2 separate regions of the Mus musculus genome follow, and region 2 is linked to region 1. Evidence: chromatin contacts called from public HiChIP or PLAC-seq data. All regions are on one chromosome and are shown on one strand. The core of a region is the stretch at or near the end of the contact, and the rest is flanking DNA. Distances in the headings are between cores, read along the strand shown.

Evidence for each region. HiChIP or PLAC-seq counts read pairs in DNA pulled down with a chosen protein or histone mark.
Region 2: a contact with region 1 is called in an H3K4me3 HiChIP or PLAC-seq map of bone marrow-derived macrophages, with 2.3 times the contacts expected there. The contact joins the promoter of Hoxa4 here to the enhancer-like site in region 1. A contact is called at or near these places in 9 of 39 promoter capture datasets (the 3T3-L1 cell line, the C10 cell line, HPC-7-derived erythroid cells and 5 more), 2 of 15 datasets of contacts at CTCF or cohesin (both in the NIH/3T3 cell line), 13 of 115 datasets of contacts at active chromatin or transcription factors (bone marrow-derived macrophages, craniofacial prominence, embryonic basal ganglia and 7 more) and 1 of 9 other capture datasets (adipose tissue).

What each region holds. Positions count from the first base shown.
Region 1 is chr6:51,937,673-51,941,187 of GRCm38.p6, forward strand. All of the region lies in intron 4 of Skap2 (src family associated phosphoprotein 2), which reads right to left. Among named protein-coding and RNA genes, the nearest start is that of Skap2, 73 kb to the right of the region's middle. Within about 2 kb of position 1,564, at least 1 of the 459 cell types and tissues checked has an H3K27ac peak or open chromatin away from gene starts, as enhancers often do. A contact at or near this core is called in bone marrow-derived macrophages, where this site is marked.
Region 2 is chr6:52,190,029-52,193,543 of GRCm38.p6, forward strand. Hoxa4 (homeobox A4) reads right to left here and starts at 1,675. Exons shown (of 2, transcript NM_008265.4): 1 at 1,150-1,675; 2 at 1-660. The coding sequence starts at 1,660. The coding sequence ends at 314. All of the region lies in intron 2 of Hoxa3 (homeobox A3), which reads right to left. It overlaps LOC115490409 (a long non-coding RNA gene), which reads left to right. Exons shown (of 2, transcript NR_168044.1): 2 at 2,497-3,032.

The sequences.
Region 1 (3,515 bases), core at 314-2,813:
TAACACACAAGCTTGCTCTAGCACAGCCAGTGGTCACAGGAATTTTAAACAACCATCACTCCGGGCCCAGAAGACTGAAAGCAAAAGGCACATCAGTCCTCTCCAGTCAGTGCCTGGCTTAGGAAACTCTTCTGGACTCCAACGAGAAAACAAGTCTGAGCCCAAATTCAGCCTTGGGGTTTAATGGGTGGAAGAAAAGGAAGTGGCAGAATTTAAGAACAAAACATACCTCTCTGACATCTAATGCTAAGGAGATGATGTAACTGATACAAAACATAGGCTTGTGTAACACCAATGCACAGGCCTAAACCTTAAGCAGTCAGCTAAGTGTATGTACATTTGTATAAAGCACAGAGGAATACACATGCTTGTGTGTCTGAGCAGAAAAGGGTGTAAATTACCATAAAACATCCACACATGTACCAAAATTGAATACATTTATATAACCATCCTCATGCTCGCTACTTAATATTTACTGTCTTCATCAATAAAATAGAAATTTACAAGCGGTTGGTCAGTAAGTTACAAATTGACAAAAGTACCACAAATCAGATTTTGAAAATAATGATAACTAGGTATTAAGCAAAACAAATCAGCATTTTATAGAAAAGATTAAAATCATTAAAGAAAAGGATGAGTATAATTATGCCTTAATTATTCAGTAAGTGCATATTTTAAAAATGAAGGCCATTAGATAAAGATATAAAAGGATCCTTCTTTACACCAAAAGCTTAGATTTACTTTTATTAATCATCTGTCTACATTTATTTATCTGGGTGTGTACGTGTATAGGCACCTGTGCTGGGGTACACTTGCGGAGGTAAGAGGACGTTCAGTTGTTTCTCTCCTCCTACCACAGGGATGATGGGGCTGAGCTAGGCTTAGCAGCAAGTGCTTTTATCTGTTGAGACATCTTGGCAGTCCTAGTTTTACCTTATATGAAATTATATTTACCAGGGTGGGTCACAAAGTAAACGATGCCTCAAAAGGAAACAAAACTTTAATGAAAGTCAATAAACAATAGGAAAATGTCGGAAAAAAAAACAAAAGAAAAACAAAAAACAAAAACAAACCCAAAAACAAAACCCAAAACCCAACAACCCAAAGTTACTGCAGTACTTTACAAAGAACTTGGCAAGCATTTAAACAGCTGGCAGGGGACATTCCAAGTGCAACTTAACCCACATGTGCTTGTTTTCTGGAAGCTGAGTATTTTTATGGCTTGTAACCATACCTGGTGGCAGATATAGCATCATACAGTTAAACTTCACAGGCATGAAGCTGTGCAGTCTAAAATATTTAATCAATAAACTTTCAATAATTCTGAGAATTTCATATTACATTATTGCTGGATGCAGTGTTAGCATGGTGTATTCACCGTGGAGGTCTTGATGATCTAGTCAATACATCCCACATGAGACAAATACGACATCTCCAAATTAAGCATTCTGGATAACTGACAGTTCTGATACATTAAATTCCTCAAGTGAAGCAACTGGCCATGTATTCTGTAGGTCCTCGGTAAGAGTCCCAGTGCCGCCTCTGCACTTATTACAGCTGCCACAGACAGGATACTCCAGAAGGGGAAAAAATGCCAGCTTCCTGCTTTCCCTTCCCCTTCCTCGTTTTCCATTCTGGGTCATCTGACTTGAGACTGATGGCCCTTCTTGGGATGCATGGTATTGTGGAAAGTTAGCATTAGCTGTAGGTATGACCTGGTGCACGGCAGCCTTTCTCAATTATAATGGTCAGCAGCTTTTAGCCGGTACATCTCAAGAAGAGTGGCAACAAATGCTGCTTTAATGAAGTAATTCCACAATTGGTACCTAAACTTACTAACTCAATTCCTCAGAACTTGTTTTCAAAATAAACTGGAACTTTTTTTAGTCTAGTCCATGTAAACAAGGCATGACTCATTCTTCCACGCACATTTACTCTAAAGTTAGAATCTGTCAAGAACCTTGCTGGACCATGAAAAAATTTTTTTGCTTTTTTGTTTGTTTGTTTGTTTTTGTTTTGTTTTTTGAGACAGGGTTTTTCTGCATAGCCCTAGCTGTCCTGGAACTCACTTTGTAGACCAGGCTGGCCTCGAACTCAGAAATCCGCCTGCCTTTGACTCCCCAGTGCTGGGGATTAAAGGCGTGCTCCACCACACCCAGCTTGAAATTTTTATTTAGATAATTATAGATTTATTCAGTTGTAAGAAATAGTACAGAATCCAAGTTGGCAGGCAGGGCTGCGGGAATTGGGATAGGGTGGAGGGGCTGTGTTATGGGACAACTTTATGTGACAGTGAGTTCTTAAAAAAGAAAATCACACCAAATTCCTAACTGAAATAGGAAACTTGTGACTGGAGAGATGTTCAGAAGTTAAGAACACTGGCTGTTTCTCCAGTGGATCCAAGTTAAACTCCCAGTCCCTATATAGCAGCTCACAATTGTCTGTAGCTCCAGTCCTGGGGTATCTGACACCCTCCTGTGGTCTCCATGGGCATCAGGCACACACACATGGTGCACAGACAGACAGACATGCAAAAAGAATACCCATAAACATTAAAAAAAATAAGAAGAAGGAAGGAAGGAAAGGGATGGAAAGGAAATCACACAAGATCACTTGCACACTTTGCCCACTGATAACCTTTTATAAAGCTACAGTATAATACCACAACCAGGGTATATTCTGACACTGATGCAATTCACCTCAGATTTCCCCCCATTTTATATTCTCTCTCTCTCTCTCTCCTTCTCTCTCTCTCCCTCTCTCTCTCTCTCTCTCTCTCTCTCTGTGTCTTTAGAATTCTGCCACCTGCATAGGCTAATGTGTATATCACAGTGAGAACACTGAATTAGGTACAAAGATCCTTCCTGTCCCACTTTTATAATGCCACTCACATCTCTCCTGCCTCTCTCTCCTTTCTCTATACCTTGGCAACCACTCTCTGTCCTCCATTCCTATTTTTTTTCCATTCCAAGAATATACGTGGAATAAGACAGTAAGAAACAGTAAGAATTTGGCACAAGGCCGGGTGGTGGTGGCGCACGCCTTTAATCCTAGCACTTGGGAAGCAGAGACAGGCAGATTTCTGAGTTCGAGGCCAGCCTGGTCTACAGAGTGAGTTCCAGGACAGCCAGGGCTATACAGAGAAACCCTGTCTTGAAAAAACAAAAACAAAAACAAAACAAAACAAAACAAAAAAGAGTTTGGCATAAGACAAGACCGTAAGAGTTTGGAATTTTTTTCACAAGAATAACTACCTAGAGAATCATCCAGTCAGTGCATCATGTGCACTAACAGTTCACTTGTGCTTCTGCTGAGAATTACTCTGAAGATTGCTGCCACATTTATAAAGACTAGTCTGCTTCTTACTACTCATTCCCCAATCTACTGAAATTTGACCTTGCCCATGCATAAAATTACTCATAAAATTACCACATAAAATCAGCACAACTATAAATACCACATTCAATGAACAATTTCTAGTATTTATCTTTTTCTGCTATTTCTGAAGCACCTGT
Region 2 (3,515 bases), core at 425-2,924, 250 kb after region 1:
CATGTCCCCAGTCAGCACGTGCTGTCTGGCTGACTCAAAGGTAGTCGATGGCCAGTGCTTTCTTACAGGTGTCCAATCCTGGCAAAGTTGTCCAGGTCAGCAGGTTGTTCCACTAAGCAGTAACGAGGACGAGGACAGACGTCCTCTTGGAGGGGTCACACCAACCAGGGATAATGTCTTCTTTTTGGTTATGGTTTCCAGCAAGTTGGATTTTGTTTTGGTGTCTCGGGTTTACTTAGGGAAGAGCAGATGAGGACAGGAGCAGGAGATGAGTAGGGCACATAAGTGAGAGAAACTGATCCAGGTCTCTAGATTATATGGAGGAGGGAATGGGTGTGGAAGCACCAGGGAGAGGGTGGGGATGGGGGTGTGGGCTGTGAGTTTGTGCTTTCCCAGGCGGGCCGGCAGGGGCCGAGGCAGTGTTGGAAGATCGCATCTTGGTGTTGGGAAGTTTGTGGTCTTTCTTCCACTTCATTCTCCGGTTCTGAAACCAGATCTTGACCTGGCGCTCCGACAAGCAGAGCGTGTGGGCGATCTCGATGCGGCGCCGCCGGGTCAGGTAGCGGTTAAAGTGGAATTCCTTCTCCAGTTCCAAGACTTGCTGCCGGGTATAGGCGGTTCGAGAGCGCTTAGGTTCGCCTCCGTTATAACTGGAGTTGACTGAACACCAGAACCCCGAAAGAGAAGGCCAAAGAGGAAGAAGTAGAAGAGGAGGAGGGGAGGAGAGAGGAGATAGGGTGGGGAAGAGCAATCGGACATCATCATTATATAATAACCTGACACCAAGTTCACACAAGATACATAAAAAGGCAAAGAAAATGTTTCACAGGCTATTGACAACGGGAAACACCCGAGAGCCATAAAGAATGGTGCTGGGCTTTGGGGCTGAAGAAAAGCTTCAAAGACACATGGCCGGGAGCCTCTGCCAGGGCAATTAAATTTATGGGGGCTATAATTACTGCCCTAACAGTTTGGCGTCTCGTAAATCTCAGGATAAAGGGACCCTGGGTACAAAAGGGTTCTCACGTTAGGACCAGGCTGCGGGCGGCGCGCACACACCCACAGCCAAAGCGCCGGCCAGATGGGGGTCCCCTCCCGCGCCCTGCCCCGCGCCCCCACGCCCGCTGCCCTCCCGGCGGCGCCACATACCGGCGCTCACGTGGATCTTCTTCATCCAGGGGTACACCACCGGCTCCTTGCCCTTCGGGCCCGCCGGGCCCTGGTCCGCCAGCAGCAGCGGGCACGCGGGGGCGCTGCCCCCCGTCGCGACAGCCGGGGTGGTGGGGCCGGGAGCGCAGTGCCGAGGGGGCGCGGGGGGCTGCGGGGCCGGGCTGGGGTGCGCGCCGGGGGCCGGGGACTGCTCGGGTCGCGCGGGGCTGGCCCCGCGGCAGGCGTAGGGACAGGCGGCGGCGGGCGCGGGGTACAGGCCCCCGGGGTAGCTGGGCTCGCGCGCCCGCGGCGCGTAGTAAGCGGGGGGCTGGCGGGCCGCGTGCGGGTTCGGGGCCGGCAGGTGCGGGGCGCTCTGGGGCCGCGGGTAGCCGGGACCCCCGCCCACGGCGCCGTCCCCACCGCCCGGGCCACCGTGCGGGGCGAACTCCTCGAAAGGAGGGAACTTGGGCTCGATGTAGTTGGAGTTTATCAAAAACGAGCTCATGGTCATTAATTTGTGAAGTGCAAAAATACTAATTTTTCTCGCGGTGTCGTTTTTCTGCGCTCGCCGAGGCCCCTCCCCCTCTCGCCGCGCTTCCCATCCCCCCCCCCCCCCCCCCCCGGCCCCGGCGCCCGCCCCTCCCCCCGCTGTCAAACGACTGCCCCTCCCCCTCCCGCCGTCGCCGCCGCCGAAGTCCGCGCCGCTCCTCCCCCGCCCGCGCGCGCTCCCCGTGGCCCTGCGCGCCCCGCCCCCGCGCCCCACGTGCTGCGATCCGGCCAATGGGAAATCCGCGCGCGCGGACCCGGATCAGGAAACGCGCGGGGGATGCGTGATGGATGCTGCTAGCCTTCAGGGTGGGAGAAGCGAGCTTGGGTTCCTCGGGCCCCCCAACTTGGGTTCCGGCTGAGAAGTTGGGGCCTGTTAGACTGCGGGTCCTTTCGAGCCCTGTTCCTGCCCACGTCTGTCCTAGGCCTCTGGGCAGCTGGTCGCCACGACTCAGCGCCGATCTCCAGTCCAACCAGGCTTCGGGTGGTCCTCCGAGGGTTCGAGGCCCTCCAGGAGAGGGAAGGGCACTGGGACCAAGAGGCAGACCCTGGCTTTTTATCCTAGCTCTGGAATAAAACGAAGGAGGCCTACGGACCCATTTTTCTCGCCCTTTGATTCTTTGTCCACGCCCTACACATCCACCCGGCTGTTAGGGAGTCCCTGCTTTGCGAAGCCAGGGCTGGAGCTGCACAGGGAGGATGGGTAGAAGGGCCGCTGAACAAGCGGGTCAAGGAAGTACAGCAAGCGAGGGCGATCCACTAAAACCTCGTGGATACTTATTTTTACTTTTTTTCTTTCAGACGCAGAATTTGTACATTATTTTTTCATTTAAAGACTTGGAACCTTCCTATATTGCAGTTGATGGAGGTGCTGAGGAGAGCTAAATGTGCCTCCTTTATTAGGCGCTATTGTGAGACCTCCACCCCAGAGTGGGAAGAGAGACGACGCCTGCACAAAACCCGGCTTCGAATCCAGTAACTTCGCGTTTCAGAACAATCACCAAACAAAAACAAGTTTGAGATACAATAAGACCCTGCCTGGTCTAATTGTCAATCGGTCTTTTCTAACTTTTCCCTCCCTTCTCCTTTTGGATGCTGTTTCCTCGTGCAGGATCTAAACCAAGGGCTATATTTACAGACCAGCCCGCGATTGCTGAAAAATTAGCATTTTAACGATATCAGTAGCTCTGGAAAGGAGAGAGAAGGGACTGTTGCCTGCCATTTGGTAATTGAAATTTGATGGGTAAACTAATTATGCCATTATTATTAACAAATAAATTACTTATTAATTCCACCTAATGTTGATCTTTGAAGTAAATACTGATGCCTCACTCGTACCTGGAATTGTGCTCTTTCTTTCTTCTGAATAGCAGACACGCCTAGATCCTTTGCATGATGGTAAAGCAGTGCAAACTATCACCGCCATTCTAAAAAATAACTCTCCTCTGGGTATGCAAAGCAGTTTCCGTTGGTGCACCTTGCTGATTTTTCAGAGAGCAGGATAGAACAACGGCCTTCTCAAACGCAGACCAGGAAAGTTATAACCCAAGCCTAGAGACACTTCAGAAAGAACATCCATTCTATCTTCATTCATATCTGTTACTCACTTGAGCTACTAAATACTGGGATATATCCTATTTGATAGATAGTCATTTAATGCTTAGACACATGAAGACTATTATTGAGACTAATCTTTAAAGTAATTTAGGGAAAGAGGTTAAAAAAAGGATCATGTTAGTTTCTTATTGAAATCATCCTGAAGTAGTACAAAGAGATTTTCCACACTGGGTGTCTGTGCTGGTAAAGAGAGCTGTCCACTG